2 separate regions of the Ovis aries genome follow, and region 2 is linked to region 1. The links are chromatin contacts, called in public Hi-C maps. All regions are on one chromosome and are shown on one strand. The core of a region is the stretch at or near the end of the contact, and the rest is flanking DNA. Distances in the headings are between cores, read along the strand shown.

Region 1 (4,689 bases), core at 1,658-4,157:
AGACTTCATTTTGTAATTTCATGATTACATTGGGGGAAGAAATGAGAGAGTGTATGTAAACTGCTTTAAAAATTCTAAGTGTAAGAAGGAAATCTGAAAAAGGGGGATATATGTATACGTATAGCTGGTTTATTGTATTGTACAGCAGAAACTATCACAACATTGGAAAGCAACTACATGCCAATAAAAATTAAAAAAATCTCACCCTTTATAAGTATAAAAAATAAAATTAATGCAAATATTATTAATTTTACTTTCTACTTTTCTAGTGTAAGTTTCCTTCCACAAACTGATACACCCATAGTACCAATTCTCTACGTATGATTCAGTTGCTTCCTAATCTCTATTTCATTTTTTTCTTTGATCGAGGGGTTTCTTAAGGGTATATTAATTCATTTCCAAATATTTGGTTGTTTTCTAAAAAACAAAACAAAACCTAAATGTGATGAAAATACAAGCTAAAGCCAGAAAGAGGAAGATTATTTATTCCAGCGGTCCCCAACCTTTTTGGCACCGGGGACTGGTTTCATGGAAGACAATTCGTCCACAGACCAGGGTGGGGGAGGGGACGTGGACCAGTACCAGTCTGCGACCTGGGGGCTGGGGACCCCTGAGCGGGTTCCCTTCAAATAGCTCAGCATATGGAGAAGGCGGGCAGTAGGCACAAACCTGAGAGTCAGGAACGGGAGTTCTTAGCTTCTTCCTGCCACCAGCGGGTGCATGACTTTAGGTAAGCCACGGGATTTTAGGTAAGTCATGGGACTTTTCCAGGAGGAGAAAGGAGTGTGAATGAAAGCCCTTGAAAGAAAGGGCTGGGGTTGTACTGTCCTCACTTGTCTCAACAGTGCCACATACTGGGCTCTGGGAGCCTGATCTGAAAACAGGGCTGCACCCTTACCTGCCTCTTACTCATCACCCCCAGGGGCAAGGATACAGGCAGGGCGATGGCGTCCCCCACATCGAACCGGACACAGACGTGTGTGTTCAGATCCTCTGGGCGGATATCCTAAGGTCTAAAAGGCATCTGCCACCCTCTCTGAGTTCTCATCTCCCACCAAGAACTGCAGTTCAGAACCCGCCAGCCTGAACGTCTTCAAGACCCCAAGCAACAACAGGCAGCACAGCAGGGGAGGTGGACAAAGGTCCGCAGCCCAGGTCCAGCGCTGACACACAGAAGCACATGCGCCCGCCACACACGAAACTATGCTACAAGTGAAACAAACCTCAACCGAAACTCCACTAATTCAGAGCCTGTGATCATTTGGATGGTACCACGGTATTTGTGGAAAATGAACATTTTTCTATTGGGGTAAAACATTATAACATAAAGTTCACCATTTTAAAGTGCACAGCTCTGCAGCATTAGATGCATTCCCAGTGATGTGCAACCATCTTTACTGTCCCCCTCCACACCTTCTCATCATCCCAGACTGAAACTCTGTACCCATGGGGAATAATTCCTAAGGGTCTACAAGTTCAACAACACAGCTGACCACAAGCCTCCTCTCCTCTTCCATAAAAGCCAGTGCTTCACAGATGATGACAATGACACAACAGTTCATTACTGAGTGCTATGCTCATTAGCACCCAAGCAGAGTAATGGCATCTATTTTAGTGAGACAGTGGCTGTAAGAACAGCATCCTTTACTGTGCCCGTGGGCCAGGCATGGCATCGAGCTTCACCACCGCCTCCTGTGAGGCAGCTTCGTTATCCCCACTTTGCAGATAAGGAAACTGAGTTCTAAAAGAGGTCACCCAGCTAACAAGCGGAGGAGCCAGGACTTTAAGTCAGGTCTTTCTTGACTCAAGAAGCCACCAAATCACACATGAAAAAGTGCATTCAGGCTCTACTTGCATTATGCCTTCATTCAACCTAATGTTCAATAGCTCCTAGCTAAGGACTGGAAGAAACACAAGCTGGAATCAAGACTGCCGGGAGAAATATCAATCACCTCAGATATGCAGATGACACCACCCTTATGGCAGAAAGTGAAGAGGAACGAAAAAGCCTCTAGATGAAAGTGAAAGAGGAGAGTGAAAAAGTTGGCTTAAAGCTCAACATTCAGAAAACTAACATCATGGCATCTGGTCCCATCACTTCATGGCAAATAGATGGGGAAACAGTGGAAACAGTGTCAGACTTTATTTGGGGGGGCTCCAAAATCACTGCAGATGGTGACTGCAGCCATGAAATTAAAAGACGCTTACTCCTTGGAAGGAAAGTTATGACCAACCTAGACAGCATATTCAAAAGCAGAGACATTGCTTTGCCGACTAAGGTCCGTCTAGTCAAGGCTATGGTTTTTCCAGTGGTCATGTATGGATGTGAGAGTTGGACTGTGAAGAAGGCTGAGCGCCGAAGAATTGATGCTTTTGAACTGTGGTGTTGGAGAAGACTCTTGAGAGTCCCTTGGACTGCAAGGAGATCCAACCAGTCCATTCTAAAGGCGATCAGCCCTGGGATTTCTTTGGAAGGAATGATGCTAAAGCTGAAACTCCAGTACTTTGGGACCTCATGCAAAGAGTTAACTCATTGGAAGACTCTGATGCTGGGAGGAATTGGGGGCAGGAGGAAAAGGGGACGACAGAGGATGAGATGGCTGGATGGCATCACTGACTCGATGGACGTGAGTCTGAGTGAACTCCGGGAGATGGTGATGGACAGGGAGGCCTGGCGTGCTGCGATTCCTGGGGTCACAAAGAGTCAGACATGACTGAGTGACTGAACTGAACTGAACTGAACTGAAGCACTAGGAGTTGGGAACACTGAGAATAAATCACGCTCACTGATCTGAAAGGGCTCATACACTATACTGAGTAGTCTGAAAGAGCAAGGCTTTCCAACCCCCATAGGCCACCCTGGTCTCTTACAGAAATACTCTCAATAGGTCTGGAACTGTCCCCGGCAGCCTGCACCACCTCTCTGCTCCACCAGGGGGCAGTGGTCCTCTCCAATGGACCTACTCTTCCCCCCAGGGCCAGGAATCAAAGAGATCCCATCCTCAGACCTCAGCACAGGGTACAGGCCCCAAAGCACAGATAAAACTAACTCCCCTCACCGGCTGGTAGTTTAACAAACTGATGTTTGGTTTGGAACTGATGGGACACCCCTCGAAGAGAAGATGTTTTCCAGCTTTGTTCAACAAATTTTCTACTGTTTGGGGGGATGCTTGTGGGAATTGAAAAAAGTGACTCCCAGCCCAGCCGAAAGCCCTGCCTCGTTCTGCGCAGCTCTAAGTAAACAATAACTCGCTCCATCACAGGCACGTGTGCTATTTCTGAACACAGGAACTGGCTTATTGTTTGCTGGGCACCGAAGCTTCCTGCTGCAGCGCGGACCGCTGCCCCACCCACCCTTCCCTGGCCGAGGCGCCCCGTCTGTCTCGAGCAGGGGCAGCGGTGCAAGCCAGAAGAGGCCTGGGTCCTGGGAGAAGCGGCCACTTAGCAGCCCCTGCCCGGGGAGACAGAGAACAGACTGCATCCGTCTTGCCCAATTATGCAAATGAACGAGAAAATAATGCCCAGGGTACACTCATAGAGGGGATGAGTGACCGCTGGGGATGTCTCCTGCCATGCAGGGCTTTCAACCGTCCACAGATAGGGCTCTGATGCCCTCCGGGTGTCAGCGCGAGCTAACCTGCAAGCTCCTGGGACTGTCCATATGGGAACTGGGAAAGCTGGCAACACTTAATTTGTGTTTCATGTCCTGACATCAAGGCTGCCAGACCCCTCCTGCTCTCCTTGGGGAGAAGGGTAATGAAACAGTTCCAAATGGCACTTGAAGGAAATCCTATTTACTCGGGGTGAATGGATGGCCTGACACGGAAGATTTAGAGCCCAGGGCTCGGCTCCCTGGATGAGGAAGCGGCCGCGGGCTGAACGGCTCCTGGGCACCGGGCGCCCCCTACCGTCTGACAGGTCTGCGTTCTTGGACAGCTGCTCCAGCTCCCAGCCGAGGTGGGCCGACTCGTTCATGCTCTGCTTCTGAGCAATCTCCAGGACCATGTTCTCCTCCAGCAGCTCCTCTATTCGCTTCTTATCCGTGTCCCGGTCCTAGTACGGGAAGAAGGACGGAATGAGAATGTGGCTGGGGGACCCCTCTGGACAGGCCCCGGCCCCCGTGTATCCACCCCCGGCCCCATTCCTAAAGGATGGAAGGCCTTCTAGGCACCTGCTCGCTTCCCCGAAGAGAAATGAGTCTAGCCCAGGGCCCAGCTGGGAGTTACGGCCACTGAAAGATACACTGGCTGGCAACGGAGGGTGATGGGAGCGCCCAGGTCTCTAACTGAATGCTGTCTGAACAAAGTGACTTATAACCCAGGGCTTTAGAGCAAGAACCCTGGTGACAGGCAGCTTCGTGGCTCTAGGGCACCTAACATGCCTCGAGAAGCCTGGAAAGGAACTCAGGGATCTCAGCTCAGACCTCACCATAAAAGCCAGCAGAGGCTCTTGCAAAAGACACACACATGAGCTCATCCATACATGAGCAGTCCAGCATGGTAGTCCCATTCTGTCCGTCTGTGGGCGCCCAGTGGGGCCCACCCCGGCCGCCGAGCTGAGCGAGCTACTCTCTGCAGTCAGCGTGTTACCGTGTTGGCAGCGGCACCAAAACCGTGACGGAAAAAATCAGAGAAGGACGTGGCACAACCTGAAACCACCCCAATCTGTTTAGACAGGTCTGTGTGGCAG
Region 2 (4,999 bases), core at 875-3,374, 95 kb after region 1:
CAGGTAACACTGGTAGCGTCTTAAAAAACATTAAGACTGAGATGTCTCTGCCACAGCATGACATCAAGTAACTTATTACGCCACAGGACCAATGACCTCAGGAAATTGTTTAAAATAGATCTTTGTAGGTAGATCTATTTAAACCTCTTTCGGAATATACCAAAGCTGACTGCTCCTCCTCCCACAGGGGGCCACAAATGCAGCTGATTCTCATCAGCTAATAAGTTCCTGGCTCAAGATGACAACCTGCTTAGTTGCAGGTGAGTAGGTGAGCACAGGGGCCTGATCCACAAAGAACATTTGCTCCAAGTGCCTGTGAATCATACAGACACTCAGTTCCGATACGTTCCCTGCACTTTCTGAGTTAAAAACAGAACGCAGTGGCAGGAGGCAACACCTACTTGTGGCAGGCTGTCAATCAGACAGGCGCGGCAGAATGCAGCAACAGGAAAGGATGCGGTCAAACATGCTAGCAGGTGTAACCTCCACCAAAACTCCGTTTAAACCCATGCCTCAAGACAAACAGCACCAAAGCATCCTGGCTCCCCAGGCCCCTCCCAACACAGTGACTTTTCAATCCAGTTTATAAGAAGGAACCTTAACCAATTGCACTTGCTCTGGGGCAACTGGAAACACAAGATGAAAGGGAGGCAGAAACACAGGCGTCCTGACCTCGAATGAAACTTTATAGTCACTCGCGGATGCTCTGGTCCCACCCGACACTTCCTGTAACCAGACACTCTCCGTTACAGCTCCTTGCCCCCCAAAAGAAAGGTTTTTCTTTTTTTTCCTTGTCATTGTCAAACAACACTTAAGTCCCTGAGTTCCAAGTCAATTGCAACATGTGGATGACAGTCACTCAATTTCAAATTCCTTTCACCAAACATCTGACCAAACCACTGTCCTGGAGTTCTTCACACCCAACAAACCAGGAAAAGACACCATTAATACCGAAATACCAGTGAGCCCACATGCAGAGAACCCTGCAACTTCACATTCCATTTCTACAACCGTAAATTCAACTTTCCGAGGCATCGTTCCTTCCTTGCTCCCGGAAGGTAACTCACATTTGCAACATGATTTGGTTCAGAAAGATGCCATCCGCTAAATCCATGTACATGGTCAGGTTGTCCTGGTTGCCGCTTCCGAATGGGCCAAAAGTTTTCACCTGCGGGGAGGGGAACGCGGAGAGTAAGGCAGTAAAAGTCACCCCCACGTGCTCAGTCTAAAGCTCTCCAGGCGGGCAGAGCCCCTGGGGGCAGAAGGGAGTCACCCACGGCCACCCACCCTTCCACAGCACGCTTCTCTCGGGCCTCGATCCCCCTCCCCGTGCCAGGCAACAGAAGAGAGACAGCAGGAAGAAAACTTCCTCGCCACTTTTTTGCGGCGTCTCAGAGCGGAAAGAAAATAAAATAAAGGGTACTTTTCAACAAATTTCTCACGTCTCAGATCTATTGGAAATCACAGCGCCCACCCTAGCCTGTACACGTTCTTACTGGAAACCCCCTAATCTCCACTGCTCTCCACCCGCTGGCCTCAGGGGTTCAGAAACTACACGAGGATATCTTAGGGGAGTGGGTCCTTTTTCCAAGCGGTCAAGCCATGCGCCCAGGGTGACCACTAGGACCCTGTCGCTCCAGGGCCGCCGGCCCAACGCCCTGGCGGGAACAGGTGTACCCGCTCAGCACCCCCGCCCGGCCGAGAGCGAGGCGGGGTCCTGCACCCGGCGCGCCGTCTCCAGAGTTGGAAATAACCCCAGACCCCGGGACACTGACCCCGACCCTGGCTGGGGGTGGGGGGTGGGGGGCGGAGGGCACTTGATGAGTCCTCTGGGTCTAGGGGCTACCCGGGGCCCCGGCTGGGTCGGGTTTAACTGCGATCGCCAGCGGGCGGGAGAGGAGCCGGTGCCCCAACAATGGGGCGGGGAGCCAGGCACACTCACCCAGGTCACCAGCGGGCTCTGCAGGAAGAGCTCCATGAGCTCCGAGACCGTCACGTCCATGCTGAGGCTGCGCCCGCCGGCTCCGCGCCCCGCGTCCCCGTCCCCCGCGCCGAGGCACAAAGCGGCTCTGGCAGCGACCGGCGGGCGCGGGGCTGCGGCGGCTCGCGCCCGGGAGACAAAGGCGGGGCGCGAGCCCACGTTCCGCGGCTTCGGCGGCCCCGCGCCCCGCCCGGGGCTGGGGGAAGGGGAGGGCCTGCCGCTCGGGGAGGAACAATGCGGGCGGCGGCCCCGCCCCTTGGCGGCCCTGGGCGATCGGCGCGCCGCCTCGCGGTGCTGGAGCAGGGAGTCCCGGCGCGGGCGCGGCGGCGCGGGGGCGCCGGGAGGGGGCAGCGGCCCGCACGTGTGCAGGGGGAGGGGGCGTCCCGGCCGCCCGCACGTGGGGCTGCCGCCGCGCGCAGATGCAGAGAGCGCTGCCTCGGCGGGCTTGGGGCCCCAACACGTGGCTCCTCGCTGCGCGCGTGCGTCGGCCACCAGCCCGGGAGCCCGTTGCGGGCCCGAGAGCAAGAGAGCGTGGGTCCCGGCCTCTGCCTCCCCGGGTGCGCGCGTGGGAGACCGAAGGAGAGCAGAGCGCGCTGCCCACCCAGGTCAATTCGGGCACACCGCACGCTGGAGGCCCAGCGGAGCCCGCCACCGCCAGGCTGCCGGCCCCCAGGCAGGTGCAGCCCATCGGCCGCGCGGAGCCTCCCAGGTGCCGCCGAGGCCCCGTTCGGCTCCGTGACGACAGGCCCAAGCCCGCCAGCCTCAGGTGCTGGGGTCGGCCTCGTGGGCAGGTGGGGCGCAGGCCCGGAAGTCAGAGGAGGAAAGTTGGTGCTGAGTTTAAGCCGTAGGAGCGCGACCTCTTGCGCCCCACCTTACCACCTCCCAGGCTGCTAGCCTTTTAGAAGTTCCCGCAGAAAAACGGGTGTTGTGGCCGCCCCGACCTGGACCCGGCCCAACTGGGACACCCCCTCCCTCCAACCCCAACACCACCGCCGCTTTGCCAAGAGTGAAGCCGGATTCCGGATTCCTACCTGGAGGACGTAGCGGCAGCTTGGTGGTAGGCGACAGGAAAGAGGACAAGTGCCCCAGCTGGATGGAAAGCCAGCCCTGGGCCCAGACCCACAACCTCTCTGCTGAGACAGCTGCGGTGGATCGGGCGGTCTCTACCTCTCCTTGGGCCGGTAATAATTTCACACTACGATTCAGTCATTGTTCAAAACATTTTACACAGTTAAACTAGTCGAATCCTCAAGAGTTTCCCAGGTGAGCCCACCGATGCTGTATTGGCCTGAAAGCGCCTAGCATAATTGGTGGCAAGTATACAGTAGGCGCTAAATGGCTGCTGGTTTGCATGTGAAAGTTGACTCTGTCAAGCGTTGGGGCTGCGGCATCTGCCGGTGAAATGTGGAATTGCAGCCGAGTTCCGTGGTACTTGAGCGGGTGAGGGGGTGAGATTGTGGCCCTGCCAGGCTCCTCTGTCTATGGAAATTCCCAAGAATACTGGAGTTGGTTGCATGTTTCCTCCTCCAGGAGGAAATCTTTCTGGGTCTCCTGCTTTGGCAGGCAGATATTTTACCGCTGAGCCACCCGGGAAGTCAGCCAAGTCAACTGCTGGTGCTGCTGCTAAGTCGCTTCAGTCGTGTCCGACTCTGTGCGACCCCATAGACGGCAGCCCACCAGGCTTCCCCATCGCTGGGATGCTCCAGGCAAGAACACTACAGTGGGTTGCCATTTCCTTCTCCAATGCAGGGCATCCCTAAAAAGAAGTGCCGAATTCAGGATGATGGAAGGGAAAATTGGAGACTGAGAAGAACTAAAATTTCGAGCTTATGTGGTTTCTTTGTGCACCAGAAATTCAATAATCCCTAATTGCCTATATCATGAAATCAGTTGGAAAATAGATAAAATATGTATTTATGCCCACCTCTGTTTAAAAGGCCCCTGTTCTGTGCGGCTGGGATTTTTTTTTTTTTCATATTGATCCCAGCTATTCTGGAAAGACAAGGAGGCGATCTTTAAAATTATTAGATAAGCATAATCTTTCACACTAGGAAATACATTTGACAAATGCCTTTCTGACAGTTGTTGCTGAGGACACCGACACCTCCTGGGCCACAAATATGTCAGGAATTTCTGTTTGGGGGTCAGTTAGCTGCTGTGTTGATTCATTGTCACTGATGTATCCGCAGTTCATTGGCTCAACCCCATTTTATTCCGTTGGGAGCGAGCTGACTGAGCATCCTTGTTTCCTGGGGGGGCAGGGTGTCAGGTAAACTGGATGGTGCCCAGGTTGCAGGAGTGGAAGGCTTCACAGGGTTGGATGAGCTGGACAAGGCACTTCCTAGAAACCCTGTCACTCCGTAAGATCAGAGTAAGGAGTTTCCTGGGTGACTTTACAGGGTAATTTTGAAGTTCAGGTGATGGGGTGTAAAAAGGTCTATAAAGGAATCTTCCTCACTGTCTCCTCCTCATCTGTTGCCACTCCCCCCCGCCACCCCCATCTGCCATTATTTTAATAAGAATTGTTTCCCTTATGTCTCCATCGAGTTGGCCATAAACTTCAGGAAGCAAACACACAAACCGTCTATTAACCACTAAGCAGTAACCCTCCGTCCCCTGTCCATCCAGACCAACCCTTGAGTTTCACTCTTATCTGAAACTTAACTGCTGCAGCTGTTAAGTCGCTTCAGTCGCATCCGACTCTGTGCGACCCCACAGACGGCAGCCCACCAGGATCCCCCGTCCCTGGCATTCTCCAGGCAACAACGCTGGAGTGGGTTGCCATTTCCATCTCCAATGCATGAAAGTGAAGTTGCTCAGTCGTGTCTGACTCTTAGCGACCCCAGGGACTGCAGCCCACCAGGCTCCTCCGTCCATGGGATTTTCCAGGCAAGAGTACTGGAGTGGTTTGCCATTGCCTTTTCCAGAGACTTAACTATTTATTTACAATTTTTTTCTTGTTGATTTCTGCATGAAAAGTAATTGCTTTGTGCATTGCTTCCTAGACAGAAGCAGTAC

What was found. A called contact is a pair of places that touch in the nucleus more often than the background predicts.
Region 2: a Hi-C map of muscle shows a contact between it and region 1, with 8 times the contacts expected there. The contact joins the promoter of CCDC88C here to the enhancer-like site in region 1. A contact is called at or near these places in 12 of 16 Hi-C or Micro-C datasets (blood, hypothalamus, liver and 5 more).

The regions. Positions count from the first base shown.
Region 1 is chr18:53,907,029-53,911,717 of ARS-UI_Ramb_v3.0, forward strand. It overlaps CCDC88C (coiled-coil domain containing 88C), which reads right to left. Exons shown (of 29, transcript XM_042235379.2): 12 at 3,909-4,053. Among named protein-coding and RNA genes, the nearest start is that of GPR68, 53 kb to the left of the region's middle. Within about 2 kb of position 2,908, at least 5 of the 54 cell types and tissues checked have an H3K27ac peak or open chromatin away from gene starts, as enhancers often do.
Region 2 is chr18:54,003,294-54,008,292 of ARS-UI_Ramb_v3.0, forward strand. It overlaps CCDC88C (coiled-coil domain containing 88C), which reads right to left and starts at 2,125. Exons shown (of 29, transcript XM_042235379.2): 1 at 1,943-2,125; 2 at 1,068-1,168. The coding sequence starts at 2,002. It overlaps LOC114109130 (a long non-coding RNA gene), which reads left to right and starts at 2,405. Exons shown (of 2, transcript XR_003585816.3): 1 at 2,405-3,162.